2 separate regions of the Ovis aries genome follow, and region 1 is linked to region 2. A link is a contact called in public Hi-C data. All regions are on one chromosome and are shown on one strand. The core of a region is the stretch at or near the end of the contact, and the rest is flanking DNA. Distances in the headings are between cores, read along the strand shown. Region 1 overlaps LOC121816352 (a long non-coding RNA gene). Region 2 overlaps NXPE3 (neurexophilin and PC-esterase domain family member 3).

Region 1 (6,481 bases), core at 1,625-4,124, 460 kb before region 2:
TCCCACTTGAGGCAATGAGGATCCAGAGTGCCACAACTAGACCCGAGGAAGCCAAATGATTGTTTTTAAAAAAAAGAATATTTCTCACTCATTATCAGAGAAATGCAAACCAAAACCACAATGAGGTACTATCTCATGCCAGTCAGAATGGCTGCTATCAAAAAGTCTACAAACAATAAATGCTGGAGAGGGTGTGGAGAAAAGGGAACCCTCTTACACTGTTGGTGGGAATGCAAACTAGTATAGCCACTATGGAGAACAATGTTGAGATTCCTTAAAAAAAATGGAAAAGAACTGCCATATGACCCAGCAATCCCATTGCTGGGCATACAAACCGAGGAAACCAGAATTGAAAGAGACACATGCACCCCAATGTTCATCGCAGCACTCTTTATAATAGCCAGGACACAGAAGCAACCTAGATGTCCACTGACAGATGAATAGATAAGAAAGTTGTGGTACATATATATAATGGTGTATTACTCAGCCATTAAAAAGAATGTATTTGAATCAGTTCTAATGAGGTAGATGAAACTGGAGCCTATTATACAGAGTGAAGTAGGTCAGAAGGAAAAACACCAAAATAGTACACCTCTCGAGAAACCTGTATGCACGTCAGGAAGCAACAGTTAGAACTGGATATGGAACAACAGACTGGTTCCAAATAGGAAAAGGACTACATCAAGGCTGTATATTGTCACCCTGCTTATTTAACTTCTATGCAGAGTACATCACGAGAAACGCTGGGCTGGAAAAAGCACAAGCTGGAATAAAGATTGGCAGGAGAAACATCAATAACCTCAGATATGCAGATGACACCAGCCTAATGGCAGAAAGTAAAGAAGAACTAGAGAGCCTCTTGATGAAAGTGAAAGAGGAGAGTGAAAAAGTTGGCTTAAAGCTCAACATTCAGAAAACTAAGATCATGGCATCTAGTCCCATCACTTCGTGGCAGATAGATGCGGAAACAATGGAAACAGTGGCAGACTACTATTCTGGGCTCCAAAATCACTGCAGATGGTGATTGCAGCAATGAAATTAAAAGATGCTTACTCCCTGGAAGGAAAGTTATGACCAACCTAGAGCGCATATTCAAAACAGAGACATTACTTTGCCAACAAAGGTCCATCTAGTCAAGGCTATGGTTTTTCCAGTGGTCATGTATGGATGTGAGAGTTGGACCATAAAGAAAGCTGAGAGCCAAAGAATCGATGCTTTTGAACTATGGTGTTGGAAAAGACTCTTGAGAGTCCCTTGGACTGCAAGGAGATCCAACCAGTCCATTCTGAAGGAGATCAACCCTGGGATTTCTCTGGAAGGAAAGATGCTAAAGCTGAAGCTCCAGTACTTTGGCCACTTGATGCAAAGAGCTAACTCATTGGAAATATTCTGATGCTAGGAAAGATTGAGGGCAGGAGGTGAAGGATACAACAGAAGATGAGATGGTTGGATGGCATCATCGACTTAATGGACATGGGTTTGTGTGGACTCTGAGAGCTGGTGATGGACAGGATGGTGTGCTGTGGTTAATGGGGTCGCAAAGAGTTGGACACGACTGAGCAACTGAACTGAACTGAACACATATATATGGAATTTAGAAAGATGGTAACAATGACCCTATACGTGAGACAGCAAAAGAGACACCGATGTATAGAAGTCTTTTGGACTCTGGGAGAAGGTGAGGGTGGGAGGATTAGAGAGAATAGCATTGAAACATGTATATTATCATATGTGAAAGAGATCACCAGTCCAGGTTCAATGCATGAGACAGGTTGCTCAAGGCTGGTGTATTGTGATGACCGTGAGGGGTGGGATGGGGAGAGGGTGGAAGAGTGGTTCAGGATGGGGAACACATGTACACCCGTGGCTGATTCATGTCACTGTATGGCAAAAACCACTACAATATTATAAAGTAATTAGCCTCCAATTAAAACAAATAAATTAATTTAAAAATAAATACTATTAGAATCAATGTATTAAACATAAAAAAAAATGTTTCAACTGCAGTCAGTAATTTTGATTGAGTTTCCATATGCTTTCAACTAAAATATTCAGATATTGAGCTGAAAGTGCCTTGATGATTTTGACTCACAGTATTCAAAAAGCCATTAAGTTTGTATATTTCAGCTTATCCTTATCAACATTTAAACATATTTTCATATTGATTTTTCTTTGATGAAAGTATCATATTTGCATGGAAATATAAAAGCCTGGATTCTATCGTTAGTGTCTTTACTATCAATTAGCTCTTCAATCTTTCAGTCAAATCACTCAACATTTCTAGACCTCATCTCCTCACCTGCAGAATGGAGCAGTGGGTGGGATGCTTCCTAAGCACATCATCTCTAAGATTTCTTCCAGTTTTAAAATAAAACATGGCAGGATTTCCACAGCAAAGCTTCTAGGTATATTTCAAGTGTGCTCATTATTACCAAATGCCACTAGAGGTCAGATTAAGTTTGGTAATTCCATCTAATCTGGCATACACATTGAACAAATGCAGAAGCTTACCTTATATTGATGCCTTGCCAGCATGCCTGAACCTAGATCCTTCTGAGCTAATGAATGTTGATCCCAGTGTTATAGAGTAAAATGGGAAAATCTGTGAAAACAAAATCGCATTCATTAGTCTATAATTTGTAATTGCCTGGTACCAGAATGCTTATCTTTCTTTGCATGCCTGAATGTCATTAATTGAATGTGTCACCTGAAGCCCAGGGCTTAGTGCTTGCTCATGTTACTGTGCTAATCAATCAGTTGCAAGGAAGTGGGGCTGCAAGACTAAAAATGTTTCCTGTCCTCTTTGTGCATCTAGATGTGACTGTGTTAATAATCCGTGACTGCCTGTGTATGTGGCACTTGACCCATTGCCTGTATTCCTATTGAAGTGTAAAGGAATGAGTGGGAAAAAAATGAGTCATAGTGAATACACATTATCCTTGGATAGCTGCCTTGTCAGTCTACCAATCAGGACCAGTTCTAGGCATAACTGTGGTGTCTGTAAACTCAGATATTTTGTAGCTACTATTCCCCTGTCTTTTCATCACTCCTACTCTCTCTCTCTTCTCAATATCCTTAGTCAAACTCTCCTCTCAGGAGAGATCGAAAAAACTCAAATTCAGTAAGATATATGAATCTGATGATGAAATTTTGCTCTCCTGGGCACATTTGCATTTTGTCAGAGAACAAGACTTTTTATTGGTGGAAGTCCAAAAGTAGAATTGCAATCATCCAGAAGCATAGTAACTGGGGGGACAGGGTGATTGACAGCAACTTCAAAATCATCCCATGGAACCGACATTATAGGCCAATGACAAAGGCTGGCCTTGCCTCCCCAGTGATGCATGCAGCCTGACTGGGTAAGGCATTCTTCTTCTTCTTTTTTTTTTTAACAGCAGTTATTGAGCATTTACTGCACATGAGATTTTGTGTGAGGACCCAAGATCAGGTTCCTGCACATGAGAAACACACTAACTGAGTTCCTGACCCAAGTGCCCTGGGTTCGCTTCCCTAATGCATGGGATCACTGCTTGAGGTTGTGATTTCTTCCTGCACAAGGTACCAAAACGCAGCTGGAGCCTCAGCACCATCTCCAGGGCAAGAATCTGCAGAATGGGGATCATCATCCTCTTTCCTCTACAACCTCTATTCAACAATAAATGACAGGGACAGGGATGGGAGGTTCTGAGAGTCACACTGAGGGATGGAAGTACAGGGTCTTGAACTGAAAATGGGGGTTTCCGAATATTCATTATTTCTAGATAGCTCTGTGAAATGAAGATAAGACAGAATTTTCTAGTGGCCATAACTTAATAACACTAGAGGCAAACAAATCTTAAAGCCTTAGGGACCTCGAAACTCCCAAGATGCTAATGCATTAACACTTGGGATCACAGCCTTGACAACCTTGTCTCCAGATTCTTCTCTGTGAAATCAACATCATGGTTGCATCTGCCTTAAATCTGCCACAACCAGTGCACAGAAAAATTCTCTTTGACATTTATTGTCTCAGAAACAGAAATGTCACTTTATATTTACCTAGTAATTTACAGAGTGACTCGGAAAATCCCTTTGTTTGTCCCATAAGGTACAATGTTCTCACACCTCACAGATTTTATAGAGTTGGTAGAACCCAGTGGCTCAGCAGCAAAGAATCCACCTGCAATGCAGGAAATGAGGGTTTGATCCCTCAACTGGGAAGATCTCCTGGAGAAGGAAATGGCAACCCATTCCAGTATTCTTGTTTGGGAAATCCCATGGACTGAGGAGCATGGTGGGCTATAGTCCACAGGGTCCCAAAGGAATTGGACACGACTTGGTAACTAAACACACACAGAGAAAATGGTCTATATCACCTTTTGCTCACACTAACCCACTTACAGTGCTGGATGAAATGCCTAGCACTTCCTGACCAACACCCCTTACCCAGACGATCCAACACCATCTTTCATAAGCACCATATTTCAGATAGTTAAATTGAGACCCAGGTATGTTAACTGACTCTCTTAGCAGTAGAAATGGGTCTCAGAATAACTGAGAGACTTTTCATTCTCATTTCATAAAACATCCCTGCAGCACCGAACACTGTTGACCCCTATTGCTTTCCTGAACCATCTCTTCCAGGGTTACCTCTGCATACCCTTGATTTTTCTGCATAGACCTTCTCATTCTCTTTAAGGAGACAGAATTGGCCAGTCTTAGTTCTGAGCTCTCCAATGCTACAGTCTTACCTTTTTTTGTCTCTTATTCTCATGGTTTTAAATATTATCTCTGCCACACATATTCCCAAATTTCCATATCTCAGTCATGCCTCCTTTATGAGTTCTGGGTTTATTCATCCAAATGTCAACTTGTTATTTCCATCTTGTTATTTTCACACATCTTAAACTGAAGTCTTCATTTTCTCCCTCTCACCACCTCTACATTTCTCCTCATGTCAGCATACAATACCCTCACTCACTCAAAAAATCTTTACCTTCAAACTCTTTCTCCCACATTAAATGAGTCAAACAGAAAGTACCACGGCAGCTACTCCCAAAATGTATCCTCAACATATTACTTTAATCTCAAAAATAAAAATGAAGTTATAAAACAATAGCAGAAATTTGAACACTAAATATTTAATAATATTTTAAAGCATCATTCATTTTAATGTGTTCAACATTATAATCATTTTTGGAAGTATATACCAAAATATACACAGGTAAAAGGATACATTGTCTGAGAACTGATTTACAATAATCTGAGGTGAGATGAGTAGGAAGATATATATATAGGGGAAATAAGATATACCATGCAGTGATAATTACTAAAACTAGGTGAAAGGCATATCAGGTTCATTATACTCTTTATTTATTTTATTTATTTGCAAAATTCCATAATAAAGTAATGGAAAAATTTTTGAATGGCTTGCCTCAAATTTCCAGGCCAGAATACTGGAGTGGGTTATCAGGGGATCTTCCCAACCTGGGGATCTTCCCAACCCAGGGATCAAACCCATATCTTTTGAATCTCCTGAATTGGCCGGCAGATTCTTTATCACTGCGCCACATGGGAAGCCCATTTGCCTCAAGTAATTTAAGGCAATAAGACAATGTCAGACTTTTTACTTTTATTCCAAGTAAGTTGTCACTGATTTAACCTAACAAGAATTAGCCCCAAATTATTCAAATTGTCAAGAAGAGTCTGTGAAATACACATTTATATTCACCATCATTAAAGATCTACCTTGACATAAGTAGATACTGTACCTTGAAACAATGACAGTTTGAAAGCCATCATCATTACTAAGACACACACTAATCATGTGGAACATGATGACAAATGTCAAAGTTTTTTTGGTGGTGGTTCAAAGTACCATACTACACCTAACCCAGGCCTTTATAATATTTCTCTAAATATGTATTACATACTAAATTCCCTGCTGCTGCTGCTAAGTCGCTTCAGTCGTGTCTGACTCTGTGCAACCCCAGAGACAGCAGCCCACCAGGCTCCCTGTCCCTGGGATTCTCCAGGCAAGAACACTGGAATGGGTTGCCATTTCCTTCTCCAATGCAGGAAAATGAAAAGTGAAAGTGAAGCCGCTCAGTCATGTCCTACTGTTAGCGACCCCACGGACTGCAGCCCACCAGGCTCCTCCATCCATGGGATTTTCCAGGCAAGAGTACTGGAATGGGTTGCCATTGCCTTCTCCGACTAAATTCCCTACTTAAGCACAAAAAGAAAAACTATGTACCATTAGTAAAGATTGTCCTTCCTACAGTGAAAACAGCTGACAAAATACGAGAAGTAATATGGCTACAAATTAAAACATATTTTTTGTCAGAAAATACTATTGGAAAATATAAACATATTGCATATTTAAAGAAATAAGTATGAACCAGTATGGGAGGTTTACTATACAATTGGATGAAAATATATATTTTTTATGTCTATACTTATTATATACTCTAGTTTTTTTTCCAATAACAACATTTATGTA
Region 2 (6,144 bases), core at 2,397-4,896:
CACGATGCCATTCAGCTCATTGGCCACATAACGGAGGTCACTGCTAAAGACGGTCGTGAAGCGGATGGGTGGACCGTGGCAGCGGTATTTGAGAAGGATGTTGTGCTTCTGGTCCACTGCCAGGAATGGACCCACATTCTTGGGGCTACCCAAGTTAAACTCCACTAAATCTGAAACAAGGAAAAGTCAGACTCATAAGCATGGTTAAACAAAGCCATATACCTATATTATTCTTTAGTTAGTGGCTTCAAAGAACAATTTTTTAAAATAAAAGTAAAACAACAATGGGGAGAGAGATGGGAGGGGACATCTGTATACCTGTGGCTCATTCATGTTGATGTTTGGCAGAAACCAACAGAATTTTATAAAGCAACTATCCTTCAATTAAAACGAAATATTTTAAAAAGTAAAATAACAAAAAGGTACAAATGAAAACACTTATTTCACTTCACCTTGGCACCCCACCCCCCACCCCCCACCCCCAGCTTCAATGGACCTTTATTCTAATATATTTATTAAGTCACTCCATAAGCATGAAATTACAAGTAATATCATCAGCAATAGATTCTAGACCTCAGAAGCAAAATAACCAGTTTGCGTCTAACTGTTAGGCCAAGAAATCTTCCTATCTGCATTGACTGATTGTTGAATATCTAAACATCAATTTGACATTTACACATTATTGTTCTAACAGACAAATATTTCTTCCAGGTCAAAAACTATAACTTCGGCTTTTTAACAAACACATAACAGTAACCAAATACCTCTTTTTATAATAAGCAAAAAAAAAGAAGCAACCTTGCTTCTTCTGACTTTCAATTTCACCTTATGCATGGAAAACTCTGTTAATGTCTTAGAAAACTTCTCTCTGTGTTGTAACAAAGACAGCAGCACAAATTAGAATTCCCTTCACTCCTTCCCCTTTATCTAAGTTGGGTTTCCAAGTCCAGCTCCTCTGTTGATTCCAGGAATCAGTGATGATCCTCCCTTATTACCCCTAAAAAAAGCTGTATAATTCACAGCTGAACATTGACCCCATGAGGAAAGAGGATTTGTCTCATATCCCTAAAGAGTCCTACAAGTGCCTTACACAGACCAGATTAAATAGCCATTGGCAACCCAACTGAATTAACATTGCCTAAGCATCTATTCTGTGCCAGCACTGATGTGTTATAAGCCAGTGAGGCAGGACTTCCCTGGTGGTCCAGTGATTAAGATTCCTCCCTTCCACCGAAGGAGATAGGAGTTCTATCCCTGGTGGCGGAACTAAGATCCCACATGTTACATGGCATGGCCAAAAAGAAAAAAAAAGTAATTAATGAATTAGTTTCCTAGCTTAAAAAAAAAAAGTCAGCAATGCTCAGATGGGAAAGTCACAGTCCTTGCCCTCAAGGAGTTTATAGTCATTTTTGAAGAATTAACATCAAACTATAATTGTCCCATATTATTTACTTTTAAGAGTTAAAGTTAAGGTTTCACTTTTTTTTCCATGAAGTCCCACCCAGGCTTTTCTAGATTCTCATACCTAATTCTCACTCTCATTATACTTAGCATTTGGCCCCAATTAAATTGCATAAAAGTTCAATTTACCATTCTTTCTTCAGATTAAGATCAAGCACTGACACAAGGCTTTATCAGGCAAAAATCTGTCTGCAAAGGCTACGGTGGAAAATGAACAAGACACTCAATGTGATCACTGCTATTAAAGGAAATACCGAGCTCATTAGAACTTAAGAACCAAGCAAATACCAACTGCTAGAAGGCCCTGCCTGGTCAGCACCAAACTCTGCCTAGCATCATGCCATACAAATGGTTTCCCTTCTCCTGCTTAACTTGTCTTTTATCAACTAGAACTCTGCTATGTCTGTTTCCATTTTTTTTAAAGCAAATCAAAATCATAATTAATTTTCTAGTTTTGGGGGTCATATTTACTTCCTGATTTCCTTCAAATGAAACTAAGTTGATATAATAAACAGAAGAGAAAAATAAAAAACACCACACACAACCACTCACAACTGTGGAATTTTGTTTTGTGAAAAGTCCTGTCCATAAACAGCCATCAAAAATAGTTCTCACAAAATGGTACAGATGAACTTATTTGCAAAGTAGAAATAGAAACACAGCTGTTAGAGAACAAACATACAGATATTAAGGAGGGATGGAAACGACCCAATCAAAAAATGGGCCAAAGAACTAAATAGACATTTCTCCAAAGAAGACATACGAATGGCTAACAAACACATGAGAAGATGCTCAACATCACTCATTATTAGAGAAATGCAAATCAAAACCACAATGAGGTACCACTTCACACCAGTCAGAATGTCTGTGATCCAAAAATCTGCAAGCAATAAATGCTGGAGAGGGTGTGGAGAAAAGGGAACCCTCCTACACTGTTGGTGGGAATGCAAACTAGTACAGCCACTATGGAGAACAGTGGGGAGATTCCTTAAAAAATTGCAAATAGAACTACCTTATGACCCAGCAATCCCACTGCTGGGCATACACACCAAGGAAACCAGAATGGAAAGAGACACCTGTACCCCAATGTTCATCGCAGCACTGTTTATAATAGCCAGGACATGGAAACAACCTAGATGTCCATCAGCAGATGAATGGATAAGAAAGCTGTGGTACATATACACAATGGAGCATTACTCAGCCGTTAAAAAGAATTCATTTGAATCAGTTCTGATGAGATGGATGAAACTGGAGCCGATTATACAGAGTGAAGTAAGCCAGAAAGAAAAACACCAATACAGTATACTAACACATATATATGGAATTTAGGAAGATGGCAATGACGACCCTGTATGCAAGACAGGAAAAAAGACACAGATGTGTATAACAGACTTTTGGACTCAGAGGGAGAGGGAGAGGGTGGGATGATTTGGGTGAATGGCATTCTAACATGTATACTATCATGTAAGAATTGAATCGCCAGTCTATGTCTGACGCAGGATACCGCATGCTTGGGGCTGGTGCATGAGGATGACCCAGAGAGATGTTATGGGCAGGGAGGTGGGAGGGGAGTTTATGTTTGGGAAAGCATGTAAGAATTAAAGATTTTAAAATTTAAAAAATAAAAAACTAAAAACAAACAAAAAAAAAAAGGAGGGATGGGGGAATGGAATGAACTGGGAAACTGGGATTGACATATATACACTACCTGTGTAAAATAGATAATTAGTGATAATAGATAATAAAATAGTAAACTTAATAGATAATAAAATAGATAACTATTTTATTATAACAGGGAACTCTACTCAGTACTCTGTGGTTACCTAAATGGGAGGGAAATCTTAAAAAAGAGGGGATATGCGTACATGTATAGCTGATTCACTTTGTTGTACAGTAGAAACTAACACAACATTGTAAATTAACTATATTGTAATAAAAATTAATTTAAAATTAAAAAAAAAAAACCAGTTCCCACAAAGCTGTTGGTCAGCTCTGTAAACTCTAAGCAGGGTTTTCAGTCTTGCTGCCCTGGATCCGCCCCTCCTCGCTCTATCCACACCCTTTCTGGGAAGAGGAAAAGGCCTCCTGAGAATAAGGGACGGCCCTCCAATGAGCAGGGTTTTGTTCCAAGTCTGAAGAGCTGCCCAGAGCCCAGCAGTGAGACCAGGAAGCTAAGAAGGCTGGACTGGCCAGACTCCCTTGGTGACAGGCAGCTCATCTCAGAGTCACACAGCAGACGGCCCAGTGGGCGACACAGGGACACTCTGTTGCCTGGATGCAGTAAACTGGACTACAGTTTGTCTGTCTCCTTCCACTTAAATCTATTATAAACTTGGAGTAGGACCAAACAGAACTAGAAGAGAAACAACGGAAAATGTTCACTTCCATTTCCCAGCCTAGAATGTCAGAAGGGAAGACACCTATGAAGTGAGTGTCCAGCGCTTCATCACACACTTGGAGAAAGGAAGCCCCGAGAAGCAGATGATTTGTCCAGAGTCACACGTCTTGTCAGTGGTGTGAACTGCAACAGGCAGCCAGAACTTTCATTGACGCATGACAGCCCCACCACTGGTCAGAAACTATCACTCATCTCTCCAGCATTAGGACCCACCTTTAGTCCTTTGGAGAAGTCAGTTTTCCCTCACCTGGTGCCTTTCTGCAGGTACTGGACTGGGTCTGCTTATTTCAGAGCTGGATCTTGTATGTATGGGAGTTATGAAGCAAAAAGCAAAGTACCAACCTGGAACAAATGTAGTGAGGTATTCAAACCACTGCCTGATTGTTGAGTCACCAAAGAAATACACCACTTTTCTCTGTAAGCATTCTGTAATGTTGTCAGGGTCATTAAACTGGCGCATCTTAAACCTCCTGGGCCTCCACTGATCTTTGTAATAATAACCAGAAGGAAAAGTTCCTAAGCCTTGAGATAGTTCTAGGCTGTTGGTTTCTGAAAGAAAAAAAAAAAAGATATTCTGAAATTCTCTTCCAACAAGTCATACATAAGAAATGTTTCAAGTTAAAACACAATTATGCTCCTATGTTTGTTAGCCTGCTGGTTATGGGTGACATTTCCGGCTGTCACATCTCAAAGAAATCCCAGACTTTCCCTCTCCTACAAAAAGTTCTCCTTTGCACAAAAATAAGATTTAAAATGGGTGTGAGGATGTTTGTGGACAGAAGGGGAAAGGGGACATTGAGCATTCCCTCTGATGAAGCATGTTTTTCTCAAAATAAAAGCAGGCAAAAACCAAGGAAATGTGTAGATCTAAGCGCTGTCTGGGGTTATGGCTCACCCAAATGCCTGTGAGGCAAGTAACAATTTAAATTAATATTTTACATATGCATGGCAGTATTAGTCCTTACTGTTTCTCAGCTCATTCAAAAGTTTCAATCAATGGGTCCCACAATCAAATATTAACTCAGAAAACCATCACTGAACACAGAAAACAAACCAATGACACAAGATCTACAGACTTACTCTCCACAACACAAAAGGTTCAAAAGTCCTTATACACAATGAATAATATTAAAATTGCATCAGGGACTTCTCTGGGGGTCCAGTGGCTAAGACTCCGTGCTCCCAGTGCAGGGGGCTGGGGTTCCATCCCTGGTCAGGGAACTAGATCTAGATCTCACATGCCTCAACTAAGATCCAATGTGGCCAGATTTAAAAAAAATTGCATCAGCAGTGTGTACTCATGCTTGTAGCGTAGTTACACATGATCACACAAGCATCAGGACACCTTTCACAGTGACAGTCAACACCCTTCTTACCAAACACCTCCCTCAGAAAATGCCACTGGAATTTTTCAGTGGAAACAGAGCATTTTACTTGCTTCAACAGGGAGGCCTAATATTTCCTGCAAGTTTACTCTGCACCAGACACTCTTCTGAGCAATTAAATGTATTATCTCATCGGACGCTCACAATAACCCTTCAAGATAGGTCCTACCTTTCAAAACAGTTAAGTAATTTGACCTCAGTTCCAGAGCCAGGAAGTAGCAAAGCCAGGATCTAATCTAAGCAGGTGAGCCCCCACGGCCATGCTCTTAACCACTGCGCTACATCACTTCCCAAAACAAGATGTCTGTGGATACCGGCCATTTTCTTTTAGGCTTTTTTTCTGGAAAGTGTACATTTATTCATTTCTAGCACTTATTATTCAAGTTTATAATCTTCCAAAAACCACCTATCATTTTGTATCACTCCCTTACACACCCCAAGGTTCAAATCTTGATCATAATCCATCAATGCTATAGTCTCACCTGTCTAACCACAATTCAAAATCCAAGAGCTCACATGACTTAGAAATTGAAATTTAAGCAAGTCTCCTACTCATGACTATTTTCAGCTTCTTTGATTTCTTTATTTAAAAAAAAAAAAATTCTACCTCCTTCCAATGCCTGTCTGCTTGCTCCAGTTCATTTTTTCTTTTCTTTCTTTATTTATGGCAGTGCTGGGCCTTCACCGCCGCAGGGGCCTTTCTCTAGTTGTGGCTCCTGGACTCTAGAGCACAGGCTCCATAGTTCTGTGCACACAGGCTCAGCTACCCCTGTGGCATGTGGGATCTTCCCGCACTGGTAGGCGGGCTCTTTCATAGCGAGCCACCAGGGAGGCCCCTTCTTTGACTTCTTGATATTATCTATATTACTCAAAGTTATTTTGGTTTTATTCCCTTCAAAG

What was found. Hi-C and Micro-C count contacts between places; a contact is called where the count stands out from the background.
Region 1: a Hi-C map of retroperitoneal adipose tissue shows a contact between it and region 2, with 5 times the contacts expected there. The contact joins two enhancer-like sites. A contact is called at or near these places in 12 of 16 Hi-C or Micro-C datasets (blood, hypothalamus, mesenteric adipose tissue and 5 more).

The regions. Positions count from the first base shown.
Region 1 is chr1:167,524,459-167,530,939 of ARS-UI_Ramb_v3.0, reverse strand. It overlaps LOC121816352 (a long non-coding RNA gene), which reads right to left. Exons shown (of 9, transcript XR_006055889.2): 7 at 2,512-2,602. Among named protein-coding and RNA genes, the nearest start is that of ZPLD1, 280 kb to the left of the region's middle. Within about 2 kb of position 2,874, at least 5 of the 54 cell types and tissues checked have an H3K27ac peak or open chromatin away from gene starts, as enhancers often do.
Region 2 is chr1:167,063,748-167,069,891 of ARS-UI_Ramb_v3.0, reverse strand. NXPE3 (neurexophilin and PC-esterase domain family member 3) reads right to left here. Exons shown (of 4, transcript XM_060416997.1): 4 at 1-170. Among named protein-coding and RNA genes, the nearest start is that of NFKBIZ, 30 kb to the left of the region's middle. Within about 2 kb of position 3,646, at least 19 of the 54 cell types and tissues checked have an H3K27ac peak or open chromatin away from gene starts, as enhancers often do.